Regions from separate parts of the Sus scrofa genome. Here region 1 is linked to region 2. The links are chromatin contacts, called in public HiChIP or PLAC-seq maps. All regions are on one chromosome and are shown on one strand. Each heading gives the region's core, a stretch centred on a gene start, on an enhancer-like site or on the middle of the called end of the contact. The rest is flanking DNA. Distances are from core to core; before and after follow the strand shown. Region 1 has its middle 110 kb from the start of SOCS5. Region 2 has its middle 52 kb from the start of EPCAM.

What was found. HiChIP or PLAC-seq counts read pairs in DNA pulled down with a chosen protein or histone mark.
Region 1: an H3K27ac HiChIP or PLAC-seq map of alveolar macrophages shows a contact between it and region 2. The contact joins two enhancer-like sites. A contact is called at or near these places in 2 of 2 datasets of contacts at active chromatin or transcription factors (alveolar macrophages and skeletal muscle).

Annotation. Positions count from the first base shown.
Region 1 is chr3:93,744,007-93,750,934 of Sscrofa11.1, forward strand. No RefSeq gene overlaps it. Among named protein-coding and RNA genes, the nearest start is that of SOCS5, 110 kb to the right of the region's middle. Within about 2 kb of position 4,420, at least 1 of the 83 cell types and tissues checked has an H3K27ac peak or open chromatin away from gene starts, as enhancers often do. A contact at or near this core is called in alveolar macrophages, where this site is marked.
Region 2 is chr3:93,233,476-93,241,216 of Sscrofa11.1, forward strand. No RefSeq gene overlaps it. Among named protein-coding and RNA genes, the nearest start is that of EPCAM, 52 kb to the left of the region's middle. Within about 2 kb of position 5,581, at least 48 of the 83 cell types and tissues checked have an H3K27ac peak or open chromatin away from gene starts, as enhancers often do. A contact at or near this core is called in alveolar macrophages, where this site is marked.

The DNA of each region.
Region 1 (6,928 bases), core at 3,170-5,669, 510 kb after region 2:
ATTCGAACCTCCATATGCCATGGGTATGGCCCTAAAAAGACAAAAAAAAAAAAAAAAAGAAAGAAAGAAAAAGAGAAGGTGACCCCAGTTTCTTGATCCCTACTGTGGATAATGCTGATCTCCACTGTAACCCCTGGATGATACTGCAGGGTTTTTTTTTTTTTTTTTTTTTGCCTTTTCTAGGGCCGTACCCGTGGCATATGGAGGTTCCCAGGCTAGGGGTTGAATCGGAGCTGTAGCCACCAGCCTACGCCAGAGCCACAGCAACGCGGGATCCGAGCCGCGTCTGCAACCTACACCACAGCTCACGACAACACCTGATCCTTAACCCACTGAGCGAGCCCAGGGATCGAACCCGCAACCTCATGGTTCCTAGTCGGATTTATTAACCACTGAGCCACGATGGGAACTCCAATACTGCAGATTTAAATGCAGGGCCCTTCAAGTCATGCTGCATAGCCAGACACTGATTATTCAGCACTTGCTGTGTGCCAGGCGCCAGCAACAGCTCAGGATGAGAGACCAAGTTCTTAATCTCACAGGACTGACACTTTAGTGGGGAAAGGCTGTGCTTCTGCCCATCTCTGCTGAGCTCCCCGGAAGGCCTGGCCTCCTTGCTTACCCAGCGTTTCTAGGCTCTGCCTGCACCTGTGCCTGCCCAGAGTCCTCAGAGAGGTTCCGCAGCCTCCCTCTACCCTCACCACCACTCTGCCCATCCAGAGTAGCAGAGCTCACCTCCCCTGCAGCCTTGTCACCTTGCTGTAGCCATAAGGCACCATTCACTGCTCCCGTCCACACCTTCAACCCTCAGCCCACCGTCAGGCATGTGCTACTGCCTCTCTGTCCTTCCCAGTGACATCTGCTGGCTCTTCAAGGTCTCTTCAAAAGCCACTCCGGTCCGAGTCCCCAGACACTTTCCTCCCTCCCTTTCTATAACGCTTATCCTCTTGTTAGCATGTGAACCTCTGTCCCCAGCTTCCCAAGGGCCAGGCCTGAAGCACCTTTATCTTTGCACCCCTGGTATCTGATGCAGAGTAGATCACCGTAAGGTGTATTGAGTGACTCCCTCCTGAGCCCCTGAGGAGAATAATCTCCCTCATTTACTCAGTATTTACCAAAGCTCTTTCAAAACTCTCTCCCATTTTATGCTCACAACATCTATACGAGTAGGTGGCGATCCAGTGCATGGGTAGGGATGGGGAGAAAGGTTATATAACTTACTCTTGACCACACACAAATTGGTGGCAGGGCTGGGACACAGTCCCAATGCCCTTACTCCTAGTCCAGTGCTCTGCAGCAGCCCCAGAGCACTCAGAGCCTGGAGCCCAAGGAGCGCCAAGTTTCTCAGTCTTGAGTGTACTCTTAGGACCCAAACTTTTTAGAATTGCATCTTTTTTCCTGTTTTTTTATTATTATTATTAACCAATGAATTTTATGACATTTGTAGTCATACAACGATCACCACAACACAATTTTATAGCATTTCCATCCCAAACCCCCAGCGCATCCTCCCACCCTGCAACCTGTCTCATTTGGAAACCATAAGTTTTTCAAAGTCTGTGAGTCAGTATCTATTCTGCAAAGAATTTCACTGTGTCCTTTCTTTAGATTCCACATGTAAGAGATAGCATATGATGTTGGTGTCTCATTGTCTGACTGACTTCACTTAGCATGATAATTTCTATGTCCATCCATGTTGCTGCAAATGCCGTTATTTCTTTCCTTTTAATGGCTGAGTAATATTCCTTTGTGTATATGTACCACATCTTCTTTATCCACTCCTCTGTCAATGGACACTTAGGTTGTTTCCATGTCCTGGCTATTGTATATTGTGCTGCAGTGAACACTGGAGTGCATGTATCTTTTTGAGTCATGGTTTTCCCTGGATAGATGCCCAGGACTGTGATTGCTGGATCAAATGGAAGTTCTATTTTTAGTTTTCTGAGGAATCTCCATACTGTTTTCCACAGTGGTTGCACCAATTAACATTCTCACCAACAGTGTAATAGAGTTCCCTTTTCTCTACATCCTCTTCAGCATTTATTGTTTGTAGACTTTTGGATGATGGCCATTCTGGCTGGTGTAAGGTGGTACCTCATAGTGGTTTTGATTTGCATTTCTCTAATAATTAGTGATGTTGAACATCTTTTTTTCATGTGTTTTTCAGCCATCTGTATATCATCTTTAGAGAACTGTCTGTTTAGTTCTTCTGCCCATTTTTTGATGGGGTTGTTTGTTTTTTTGGTATTGAGCTACAGGAGGTATTTATAAATTTTGGAGATTAATCCCTTGTCAGTTGCTTCATTTGCAAATATTTTCTCCCATTCTGTGGGTTGTCTTTTTGTTTTGTTTAGGGTTTCCTTTGCTCTGCAGAAACTTTTAAGTTTATAGAATTGCATCTTAAGATATGAGATAGTACAGCCTTTCAGTAAGTCATCAAGAAGTATTTATTGAGCCCCTATTGTATACTGAGCTCTGTATTCTAGCAGACACCAAAGAATTACACATCCTCCTTCATAGCAGGGGAAAGGACCCAGAGAAACAAAACAAATGGAGAATGAGGGGGAAGGGGAGTTAGTAAAAGGTAAAATACAGTCAGGTGAGTGCAGAAGTCTAGATGGTGCAGAGTTATTCCAAAATGGCCCTTGGGGAAGAATCCAGGAAGTCACTAGTAAGAGCAGAGGAAGTGTGGGAATGGCAGCAGGGAAGAGAAAGTGCAGTGGGAATGGAGGCAGCCCAAGTGCTTGGTGGAGGCACCTGCTGGAGAGTTGCTTCTGGGGACTTGAGGTGGTCTCCGTGGGGATCCTGTCCAACAGTAGAGCATTTTTCTTCCTCAGTTGCCAGAAGCTATTGTGAGGAAAACAAACTCGGTCTCTGCACAGAATGGGTGCCTCATCCCAGAAGTTCCCAAGAGGGCAGGGTCTGTCTTTCCAAGTCCATTCAGCACAGCTCAGGCGAATGTAACTTGCCCTTCACCCTACCTGCCAGTCTTAGGTCAGCCCTCCCCATCTTCGGCTGACACAGACAGAGCTGGCGAAGTAGGTAATACACACAGAGAGGTTTTCTATCTCTCCTCCACCCCAGCCTCACTCACAACAAGTCATTCCCCTTTATTCCACCTACCCCCAACCCAGTCTCTCTGAACAAGAACGAAGGACCCAGCTCCCTTAGTGAACTGGATCTGGGAGCTGGCTGGCAGTCTCTAGCACTGGTGGGAAAGCCTCTGGAGGACACTCAGCTCAGCTGAGAGCATGACTCCTCTTTTCCCCTTCTAAGGCAGGGTTGCTGTAGGTGTATGGCCCTAACCTCAGGTGGCCATTGAGGTTGTGCCGGTATCCCAGCAACGCTCCGCGGTGCCCCAGGGTTGTCTTTAAAGGTTGTAAAGAGTTCCTGAAAGACTCAGCACATGGGAGTCTCATGAGAAGGCAGATCTAGTGGGGCCCTTCTTTATTCCCTCTTTCAGAGCCAAGCATCAGGTACAGGGTACAAGGTAGGGCTCTACTTCTTTTCATTCTGTCTTCAGGCAGCACTGATGCATCTCAGCAACTGTTTAACTTCAGAGATCTACAGGTCACTGTAGAGCATATCACACACACAGCATCTGGTGGAGCCCACTGGCCTCATCACAACGTCCTTGAGCTTCTCCTAGCCTGTAGGGACCATCAAGTAAAAGGTCATATAGTCCTACACGGCTCCTCATGGGTCAAGATAGGAGCCAGTCACTGATGAATACATCTATGTAGTCTAATAGGTTGCCTGGGGAAAGTTCCCCCTTCTTTTTTTCATAACTTCTTTCAGTCTTTGATACTCCTTGTTCAGCTCTAACTTGAATCTATTCTTCTACTACTACACAAGCAAGTTCTTTTTGTCTCATCCTCAGAGGCAGCCCCTTGAATGAGAAAATCCAGGCTCTGCACCACTGTACTGGGAGTGAGGGATGAGGGAAAAAAAGAAGCAAGAGAGTAAATTCCTATGGCCATTTCAAAAAACCAGCAAGCAGAATCCTGTTGATGTAATAATAACCATGATAGCTACCATTTAGTGAGCACCCACTCTGTAGTAGTCATCCTGTATGGACTTTGCAAACATCTCATTTGACCATGTCCACCTTAACAATAAAGCAGCCAGTTATTTTACCAGCAAAGCGGTTTATGTGGACATAGATGTGTTGCAGTATGGGATATGCAAGCTGTGGAAAACCATGGGAAAATCCGGAGGACAAAGGAGAGGAATGTAACTTTATAGAGAAAAGGAGCAAGTTGGGAGACTGCTTTGAATGCATGTCTATCCAAGGAAAGTGAGAGTTCAGAGTGGTGATGGTTTCTCATTGGCTGGGCTGTTGCTAGGAGAAGAGAAAATCTTCCTCCCTCCTACTAGGGTAGTAAAGTAAGCTTCTTTCTGCCCAGAACTATAAATAAAATGCAACTGATGGTGTGTACATGACAAGTTCCCCTTCAGGGCTTCTGGATTTCATTTAAAAGGAGCCCTTCCTAGATTTCCCATTGTGGCACAGTGGAAACGAATCTGACTAATAACATGAGGTTGCAGGTTTGATTTCTGGCCTAACTCAGTGGGTTGAGGGTCTGGCATTGCCATGAGCTGTGGTGTAGGCCACAGACATGGCTCGGATCCTGTGTTGATGTGGCTGTGACATAGGTCAGCAGCTATAGCTCTGATTCAACCCCTAGCCTGGGAACTTCCATATGCACAGGTGCAGCCCTCCAAAGCAATAATAATAATAATAATAAAATGAGGCCTTTATTAACCTTCACAATCATCATGTGTAGGCCTCATTGTGTATTCTACATATGAGGAAATTGGAGCTCAGAAATGAAGTTGTTTGATGTCATAGTAGTTGAGGGCAAAGTGAGTATCTAAACAGAGGCTTACGGTTTCACTGTTAAAATATTCATCTCTCCAACAAACATTGTGGAGTCTCTGTACATGCCAGGTCCTGTAATAGGCATTGAGAACATAGACAAAGGCAAACACCTCTGCCTCATTCATCTCAGAGACATTCATAGAATCTTAGCTGCAGTGGAGACATAAGCACTTATGCACAGATGGGTAAGAGAGACCCACAGACACTGAGTGCATGGTCTTAGCCACTCAGCATCCTGTCTGTTAACCTCACCTTGCTATTCCTCCCATCTTTGGAAGTAAACCTTTACCAGGCAGTCAAAAGAACCTCTTATTTTCAGGATTCCTTGCCCTGGAAGTCCTCCTCACTGCTTTGGAGGGGGGTTCCTAGCCTCAGACCACTAGTTCAAGTCATAGGGACCATGGTATGTCACCCCCTGGTGTGCAGAGCTGTCCAGGCGCCTGTTGCAGAGCTGTCCAGGCACTATGTTCCTTGTCCTAGACCTTCTTTTTTTGGAGGGATGTAAATGCACGGCATTAATTTTTTTTAACGCATGGTATTTATGAATTTTTTCCCCCTGGGGCTGCACCATGTTCTGAAATGTGAACATGGCAAGCAGGACGGATACATTTTTAGATCAGTAAGTGCAACCAGATGTGTGGATGGGGCTGAAGAAACACAATAAGCTTTTGTGAGGGATACAGAGCCCTTAGACACAGCCTGGGGAAATGAGTTCATGACTGGCAAAAAATCCATAAGTCTAGGTGTTCTCAGAGTATCAGCTCCATGTATGCTTTGCCAGGCTGGGGGCCTGTGCTGCATTCATGTCTCCAGCTGTCATGACAGTAGATAATAGCCGGATGTTTGACGCAATTCTCTGCCTCATTCTAATAGTCACACTCGTGAAACTGATGAGAAAACTGAGGCTCAGTTTGGCAATGGCCAGAGTCATACAGATAGGCAGCAGGCAGGGCTGAGATTCAGACTAGTATGGTTGGACTCCAAAGCCCCTTTTCCTTTAGACGTTGTTGCTCTACAGATGGTTTTTTTTTCCCCTCAGGAGCTGGCTGGCCAAGGGTAGGACCCTGTGGGGCTCTGTGACCTTTGGGAGGCTCCATCCCAGTTAGTGGACAATGAGAAACACCATTGGCAGTGTTGGAACAGGTAGTAATGAGGTGGCAGGGGAGAAGAGTAGTACTCATCCTTGAGCAATTCAAAACCAAAGGTGAGGCGAGGCACGGATGCACCCATATCTTGTGAATGACACATGTCAATTTACAATAATGCTTAATTCTGGGGAAGCAAATGATGAGTGCTTTAGGAGTTCTGCACTGTGAGCCGGAGTAACCTGGGCAACGTTGAGGATGGAGGAATTTAAGATGCACCTTGAAGGATGGGAGAAATTTGGAGAGGAAAAGGAGTGAGAGACATGAGAGACTGAAAGTGTGTAAAAAATAGCAGGATCACAGAGGGAAATTAAAGAGATGGCATTGGGGAGATGAGAAACAGTAGTTATTAAGCACCTATTATGTGCCATGAGTGGTGCTGGGGGGCTTGTATATATTATTGTTTTAAATCAAGTATATTTAGTTTTGATTTACATATAAGAAAACACACACAGTTTTAGTGCACAGCACAGTCCCAATCACCCATGCAATATATCAAGCAGTCTAGTGTCCATGATATTGGACTTCTAGAAAGATAGGAGGAGGAAACAGAAAAAAATGTTTGAAGAAATTAAGGCCAAATTTTTTCCTCAAATTTGATGAGAACTGTAAATCTACAGATCTAAATATCTTACACCATGACACAATATGATCAAATTTCTGAAAAACAGTGACAAAGAAAACATCTTTAAAGCATCCAGAGGAAAAGACACATTTTGTTCAGAGGAACAAAGATAAAGCTTACCACAGATTTATTGTAAGAAACAATGCAACCCAGAAGACAGTGGAATGCATCTTAAAGTGTTGAAAGAAAAAGAAGTCAACTCAGAATTTTAATCTAGCAAGAATGTAATTTTAAAATGATGGTGAAATGATGACTTTTTCAGACAGACAAAAGATG
Region 2 (7,741 bases), core at 4,331-6,830:
TCACTGGGAGAGTAAATTGGGATGCAGGAGGGGTGATGGGGGGAGGGAGCACGGCAAGCAGGGAGCCAGGAGCACTGGACATGCTAAAAAGTTCCGTGGGCATAAAGGACAGGAGGCAGAAGTAGAGTGGGGCTGAAAGTATCTCAGAGAAAGTTGCCCAGTGTCCGGACAAATGTTCAGACGGGCTGCACCCAGTTTCAGGGAGGTTAAAACCTGCAGCTGCGGTGATTCTGTTCAATTTTCATTTTGCAGCCTGTCTTTGCAAAGCTGTGAATGTGGGCAAGGAAACCTGCGTTGCTAGGTTACAAACCAGCTCTCAGGCTTGGTGGGTCGCTGGGAGTGGGCCCACTGGGTGCTTGGTTGCACACCAGCCCAGCCTTGCTCAGGAGCCCTTTGAAGTGAGTTTCTGCTGCAGCTCTTACAGCCCCCTCTTTCTCCCTTAACTTTTCCCATGGGCAATCCCTTCATTTCAGCTCAAGTGAAGGTCCAGTGTTTTCTTTGTCAAATTTCATCTAAAGCAAGTTCCTTTCAGGTCAGGTTTTGTTTTGTTTTGACCTCACCCTTGGCACGTGAAAGTTCCCAGGCTAGAGATCGAATCTGAGCTACAGCAGTGACAACGCTGGATCCTTAACCTGCTGTGCCACCAGGGAACTCCATGTCAGGTTTAATTGCTCAAGTTGTCCTTCGCATAGGAGCATGCAGCTGAGGGGCTGCTGACACCCAGGATTCACCTGGATTTGTACCAAGGCATGGTGTGGACCAATGGCGTTTGCAATCACTTCACAAATGTATGGATGTCCCTGAAACTCAGAACTGACCCATCTGATTAAAGGTATTGAATGGAATGACTTCATAGTTTTGCCTTCTCCTAGAGAGGCCAGGTGACTGGGCCAGCGTCCCATGGGCTCTGGGAGAGGACTAAAGGTAGCCAGGCTCTCACTGGGTCCTACAGAAAAGGCTCTCATTGGATCCTAGAATCATAGGATTCTTTTTTGGTTGTTGTTTTTCCTTCTTCTTCAGGGCCACACTCCCAGCATATGCAAGTTCCCAGGCTAGGGGTTGAATCAGAACTGCAGCTGCTGGCCTGCACCACAGCCACAGCAACGAGGGATCCAGCAGTGTCTGCAACCTACACTGCAGCTCATGGCAATGCCAGATCAAGGCCAGGGATCGAACTCTCATCTTCATGGATACTAGTTGGATTCATTTCCAATGAGCCACAATGGAAACTCCAAGAATAGGATTCTGATATGACCCATGTATGCAAAAGCCAAGTGTCTAGGGACTCAGTTGCAGGAAGCCTGGAGCCTGGAGTGGGCTTGGAAGGGCTGTTCCTTGCAGTCGAATACCCAGATCTTTCCTGGAAGTTCATGTATTCTTTTTTTTTGTTTGTTTTTTTGTTTTTGTTTTTTGTCTTTTTAGGGCCGCACCCGAGGCATATGGAGGTTCCCAGGCTAGGGGTCTAATCAGAGCTGTAGCTGCTGGCCTACACCACAGCCACAGCAATGGCAGATCCAAGCCAAGTCTGATCTACGCCGCAGCTTATGGCAATGCCGGATCCTCGACCCACTGAGCAAGGCCAGGGCTTGCACCCACAACCTCATGGTTCCTAATCGGATTCATTTCTGCTGCACCACGGTGGGAACTCCAGGTATTCTTTTTTTTAATTAAAAAAATTGTTTTGGCTTTTTAGGGCCCAACCCAAGACATATGAAGGTTCCCAGGCTAGGGGTCCAATCGGAGCTGTAGCTGCTGGCCTATACCACAGCCACAGCAACACAGGATCCAGGCTGCATCTGCAACCTATACCACAGTTCACAGTAACACTGGATCCTTAACCCCCTGGGTGAAGCCAGGGATCGAACGTGCATCCTCGTGGATCCTAGTCAGGTTCATTAACCACTGAGCCACGAAGGGACCTTCTCCAAGAATATTCATGGAACATCTACTGCATCCCAACCCAGGCAGGGAACAAAACAGATCATAATCTCTGCCCTTAAGGAACTTGTGTTCTTGTTGCGGGGAAGACAGATGACAAAATAAATAAGTGAGCCCTTCAGTAGGTTAGATAGTGGTGAGGGCTAAGGAGAAAAACAAAGCAGGAAAGCGGGGTAGGATCTGGAGAGGGGCAGCTGTATTAGCCCCATGGAAGCCTCACTGATCAGCGGCATTTGAGTAGACACCCAAGGAGGGGGTGAGAAGGGAGAGATGCAAGGATGTGGGGAAGCAGGTGTCCCAAAGAAGTGCCACCTCCACAGCAGGAACGGGACATCCGACCAATAAAAATCCAAGGGGAAAAGAAAGCCGCTGAGGAACAGCCCCTGGGTGGGGTTTTCTCTGCAAAGTGAAATACAAAGGGTGCTCCTTGTGTGTATATACATAAAACGTAAGGATCATATTAAATGCTATTCAGGGAGTTCTTGTCGTGGCGCAGTGGTTAACGAATCCGACTAGGAACCAGGAGGTTGCAGGTTCGGTCCCTGGCCTTCCTCAGTGGGTTAAGGATCTGGCGTTGCCCTGAGCTGTGGTGTAGGTCACAGACACGGCTCGGATCTGGTGCTGCTGTGGCTCTGGTGTAGGCTGGCGGCTACAGCTCTGATTGGACCCCTAGCCTGGGAATCTCCATATGCTGAGGGAGGGGCCCAAGAAATAGCAAAAAGACCAAAAAAAAAAAAAATGCTATTCAGTAAATACAAGACATGTCATTTCAAAACTGTTATCATATCTCACCTTGTTTCTGAAGAATTATTTATCTAAATTTACAGATCATAGCATAGCACTGGACCTTAGCAACCATCTGGTGTCCGTGTTTTCCAGACTTGACAGGAGCTTGATTTAAAGAGACAGAGTCAGGAGTTCCTGTTGTGGCTCAGCGGTCACAAACCCAACTAGTATCCTTGAGGATGCAGGTTCAATCCCTGGCCCCACTCAGTGGGTGAAGAATCTGGCATTGCTGTAGCTGTGGTGTAGGTCGCAGACGCCACTCAGATCTGGTGTTTCTATGGCTGTGGTGTAGGCCAGCAGTTACAGCTCTGATTGAACCCCCTAGCCTGGGAACTTCCATATGCCACAGATGTGGCCTTAAAAAAAAAAAAAAAAAAAAAAAAAAAGGATTGGGAGTTCCTGTCATGGCTCAGTGGTTAAGGAATCCGACTAGGAACCATGAGGTTGCGGGTTCGATTCCTGCCCTTGCTCAGTGGGTTAGGGATCTGGTGTTGCTGTGAGCTGTGGTGGAGGTTGCAGATGCGGCTCGGATCCCACGTTGCTGTGGCTCTGGTGTAGGACGGTGGCTACAGCTCCGATTGGACCCCTAGCCTGGGAACCTCCATATGCCACAGGAGCGGCCCTAGAAATGGCAAAAAGCCAAAAAAAAAAAAAAAAAAAAAAGGATAAATTCTAGCCTCCCCCTCACCTCAAATCCAGGGAAGGGGCCTAGAAATCTGTAGGAGAGTCCCAGGTGATTCTAGAACAGGCACACTTGAGAGACATGAACAGGTCAATCCTCATGTTTCTCAAATGAGGAAATCCGGGCCTAGAGAGAGGGGACATCCTGCTCAAGATGGAACTGGTTATTCAGGTAGAGCCAGAAATACTCCTGAGGCTTCCCGACCTGTCCAAATTGATGAAAGTTTCTTGCACGGCACCAAGATTGCTTATGGTATTTAAATTTGGGGGACAGCAAGACACAAAACCTGGAAGCAAACACCAGGGCAGACACCTGCTAGGAGCACCGGACGCAGCTGGGGTGAGTTAGTGGTTATAACTGATCCCCCAACCCAGCGCCGAACATTCTGGCAGCCACATTTGCCAGGACAACAGGTCAGGTGACTCCATTCAAGGGGCAATAAAATGATGCATCATCATTTCCTTTGCTAAGAAAAGCTTTCTCCTTTAACGAAAAAATTTAAAACCCTCCACACCTTAGCTCTCCTATTATGGCAGTGACAGGAGAAAGGGGTTAAGAAGGAGAAAGAAAATGGCTAAAAGAGAGATCCACCTCCTCTCAATTAGAATTCGTCCTTACAAGTGATGGATTTCACATGGGCTGTCTAGAGTTTCAACCTCCTCCATAGGCCATAAATAATTATGCATTGGAAGGGACCCCAGGACAGAATTCCATTGATCATTCTCTGGCACAGCCTAATGGTCTTCATGAGAATGGCCCGTGTGGAAAGAACTGTGTTTCCTGTGACAAGTTGTGGTCTTTGTGGCCCCGCCTGGCAAAGGGTCATAATCAAGTTGCAAGCTCCTGGCAGGTGGGGGATGCCCTTCCCGAGGCCCCCTTGCAGCTGTGGCATCTGCAGCTCACGGGCCTGCTGGTCTAACCAGGAGCAGTTTCCGGGTTTGTGTGTCTGCGTCATGTGCACCCTGCCACACTCGTGGGAAGCCAGACCCCACCCTGCTCCCCACTTGCGAGGCTGTGTGATCACATTTGTGGCAGCGCTGGCCTCTTGAAGAAGTTTCTCTTCCCAAGCTGTGTGGGTCTGCGAGGAGACACACAATTGCCTTTGTCATTTGTCCTTCCTGAGTGGGGACAAAAGCCCTTTCAGCTGCTGTGGAATGTACAAAAAGTTCTGTACTGAAGGGCTGTTGGGCCTGGCCTGGAATCCGGCAGACGGGGCTCAGACTAGGAAGCCTCTGCTTCCACCAGAAACTCCTGGGCCCGGCCCAGCCTCTGGGGCAGCCTGCTGTGTACCCGTGTGGAAGGGAGGCCCCAGAGATGCCCCCCCCCACCTGCACAGCACAGCGTGGATCCAAGTAACCTGTGACCTGCAACAACACACCCTAAGCATGGCTGAGCCGAGGTGCTGCGGGCCTGTCGAGCCAGGCTGGGCGTCAGGCATGGAGCTTTGCTGCCTCCCTCAACCCTCCCAACTCCTGAGGCTGCAATGGTGTTACCCCTGCTTTGCAGCTGGGGTGACTGGTCTTCAGAATGGGCCCCGGGGAATGCCTGCTGTGGCACAACTGGGTGGGCGGCGTCTTGGATTCGATTTCTGGCCCCAGCACAGTGTGTCAAGGATGCTGTGGCTTAGGTCTTGACTGAGGCGCAGTCTAATCCCTGGTCCAGGAGCTCCATATGCTGTGGGGCGGCCAAAAATGAAGGGGGTTAAAAAAAAGAGGGGGTGGCGGGGAGCCTGGGAGAGGACAGTGCTGAGACAGAAGAGCCAGGGCGCGAGGGGGAAGGAAGGAACTCTCACAGCTTGTGGGGAGGGCCCCAGGGCCTCAACACGGGGTGTGGACACTTTTATCTCCGGTTTAAACCAAGCAAAATAAAAATACAACCTACCCTTTGGGGGATGGGGGAAAGAACCTGCCACCACAAAACCTAAGAGTGGCACAAGTGGCCTTTTCTCATTGCTATTTACATCCCTGGGTGTTTCCACCATTGCAGAACCAGAGACTTAACACAAAGAAACCTGCTGCCAAAATACTGTGCAGTTTCCCAGGTTGCTATTGTCTGCTTTTTCTAACCAGGATCGGGCAGCTCCTAGGGTGCAGGAAGCCAACCATGGCTGAACTTTGCTCTAGTTTCAAAATGTAAATGAGCAAGTAGCAGGAGGAAGTGCCCAGAAACAGATCTGAGCTGTCAACCCCAGGGGAGCCCCAAGCGGCTACTCCCAGGGAGGGAGGAGGGAGGCCCCGGGGGAGGGCGACCCTGAAGGCTGGGAAACAGGTTTGCATGTTCGAAAGCAAATTGCCCAGGTCTCTGGGGCGGATTGCACAATCTTGCAATCTTCCAAGCAAGAGAGGAAGAAAGGAGAGCCGGGGTGTGGGGATCAGGCCAGTTTTTATACGCGATCTTGTCTAAACAAGACTCTTATCGAAGAGTAATCCTAAACGCTGGCCTTTCTTAATACCTCAGCTCCCTGGGGAATGGGTATGTGACTTTTGAGTTCCAGGAGGGGGATTAAATTGCCTCTTGGAGATGAGAGCCCCACATGAGCAGATAAGGTTGATAGAAATGGCGGGGTAGGGGGGATTCTCTTGTGTCCCATGGGGATGGTCTTCCAGATCCATTATCTTCCGCTGCACAAGGGGTGCTGGAGACAGAAGAAAGCTGATGTCTACTTACAGAGCAGCCTTTGGGGGGCGCAGCCCTGGGCTGCAGGTGCTGAGGAGGGGGTGGGAGACGGAGGAAGGGGCCTCGCTGGCTCTGCAAGGATCAGCTGAACAGGTGCAGGGCCTTAAGTTTTACTTCTATTTATTTATTTATTTTATCTTTTGTCTTTTTAGGGCCACACCCGCAGCATATGGAGGTTCCCAGTCTAGGGGTTGAATGGGAGCTGTAGCCACCAGCCTACACATGCCACAGCCACAGCAATGTGGGATCCGAGTGGCATCTGCGACCTACACCACAGTCCACATCAATGCTGGATCTTTAACCCATTGATGGAGGCCAAGGATCAAACCTGCATCCTCAAGGATACTAGTCAGATTGGTTTCTGCTGAGCCATGATGGGAACTCCTAATTTTTATTTTTTTATTTTTTATTTTTACTTTTGTCTTTTTAGGGCTGTACCTGTGGCATATGAAAGATCCCATGCTAGGGGCCAAATAGGAGCTGCAGCTGCCACCTAAGCCACAGCCATAGCAACTCCAGATCCAAGTTGCATCTGCAAACTACACCACAGCTCATGAAAATCCTGGATCCTTAACCCACTGAGCAAGGCCAGCATAGTCATGGATACTAGTCAGGTTCATAACCGCTGAGCCATGAAGGGAACTCCTAAGTTTTAAAGCTCGATTAAATCACTATAATGTGCCTCACACCCTGTTGCATGCTCCAGAAAAAAAACTCAAGTAGTTGACATATAATTAAATGTGTAATTAGTCTACCAAGTTCACAGCACCAAGATAGTGTTAGGGAAGGAACTATCACTGTAGGAGAGGCAGGCAACTGCCCAGGGTTGGGTGGGAAGGGATTAGATTCTGTGCTCAGACTGCCTGGCTTTCAAGCCACCTTGGCTGTGTGACTGGACCAGGTCTCTCTTTGCCTTGGTTTTCTCACCTATAAAATGGAAATCACTTCCGAGACTTGTTGTGAGGTTTCAATGTAAAATGCTTAGCATGGTGCCTGGAGTTCCTATTGTGGCTCAGCAAGTTACAAACCCGACTAGTATCCATGAGGATGTGGGTTTGATCCCTGGCTTTGCTCAGTGGGTTAAGGATCCCGCGTTGCCATAAACTGCGGCTTGGATCTGGTGTTGCTGTGGCTGTGCAGTGGGCTGGCAGCTGTGGCTCTGATTAGACCCCCTAGTCTGGGAACTTCCATGTGCTGTGGGTGTGGCCCTAAAAAAAAAAAATGCCCAACAGATATTAACCATCACTTATTATCATTATTATTACTCAAGACTCCGACCCTAGTTCTTCAGGTATTTACAACCTTAAGGGAAAGGCAAGTAAGGCATGTCCTAAAACAGAGCCACTCATCTGGTTACTGCTGGTAAGTGGCTGCAGATATCAGAGGGGGACAAAGATCTTTCGAGCAGGAATCATTAAAAGAGCCTTCATGGAAGATGAAGAACAGGGCCTTCAGAATTGGGTGGGAAGGAGTTCCCATCGTGGCACCGTAGTTAACGAATCCGACTAGGAACCATGAGGTTGCAGGTTCGATCCCTGGCCTTGCTCAGTGGGTTAAGGATCTGGCGTTGCCGTGAGCTGTGTCATAGGTTGCAGATGCGCCTCGGATCCTGCGTTGCTGTGGCTGTGGTGTAGGCCGGCGGCTACAGCTCCGATTTGA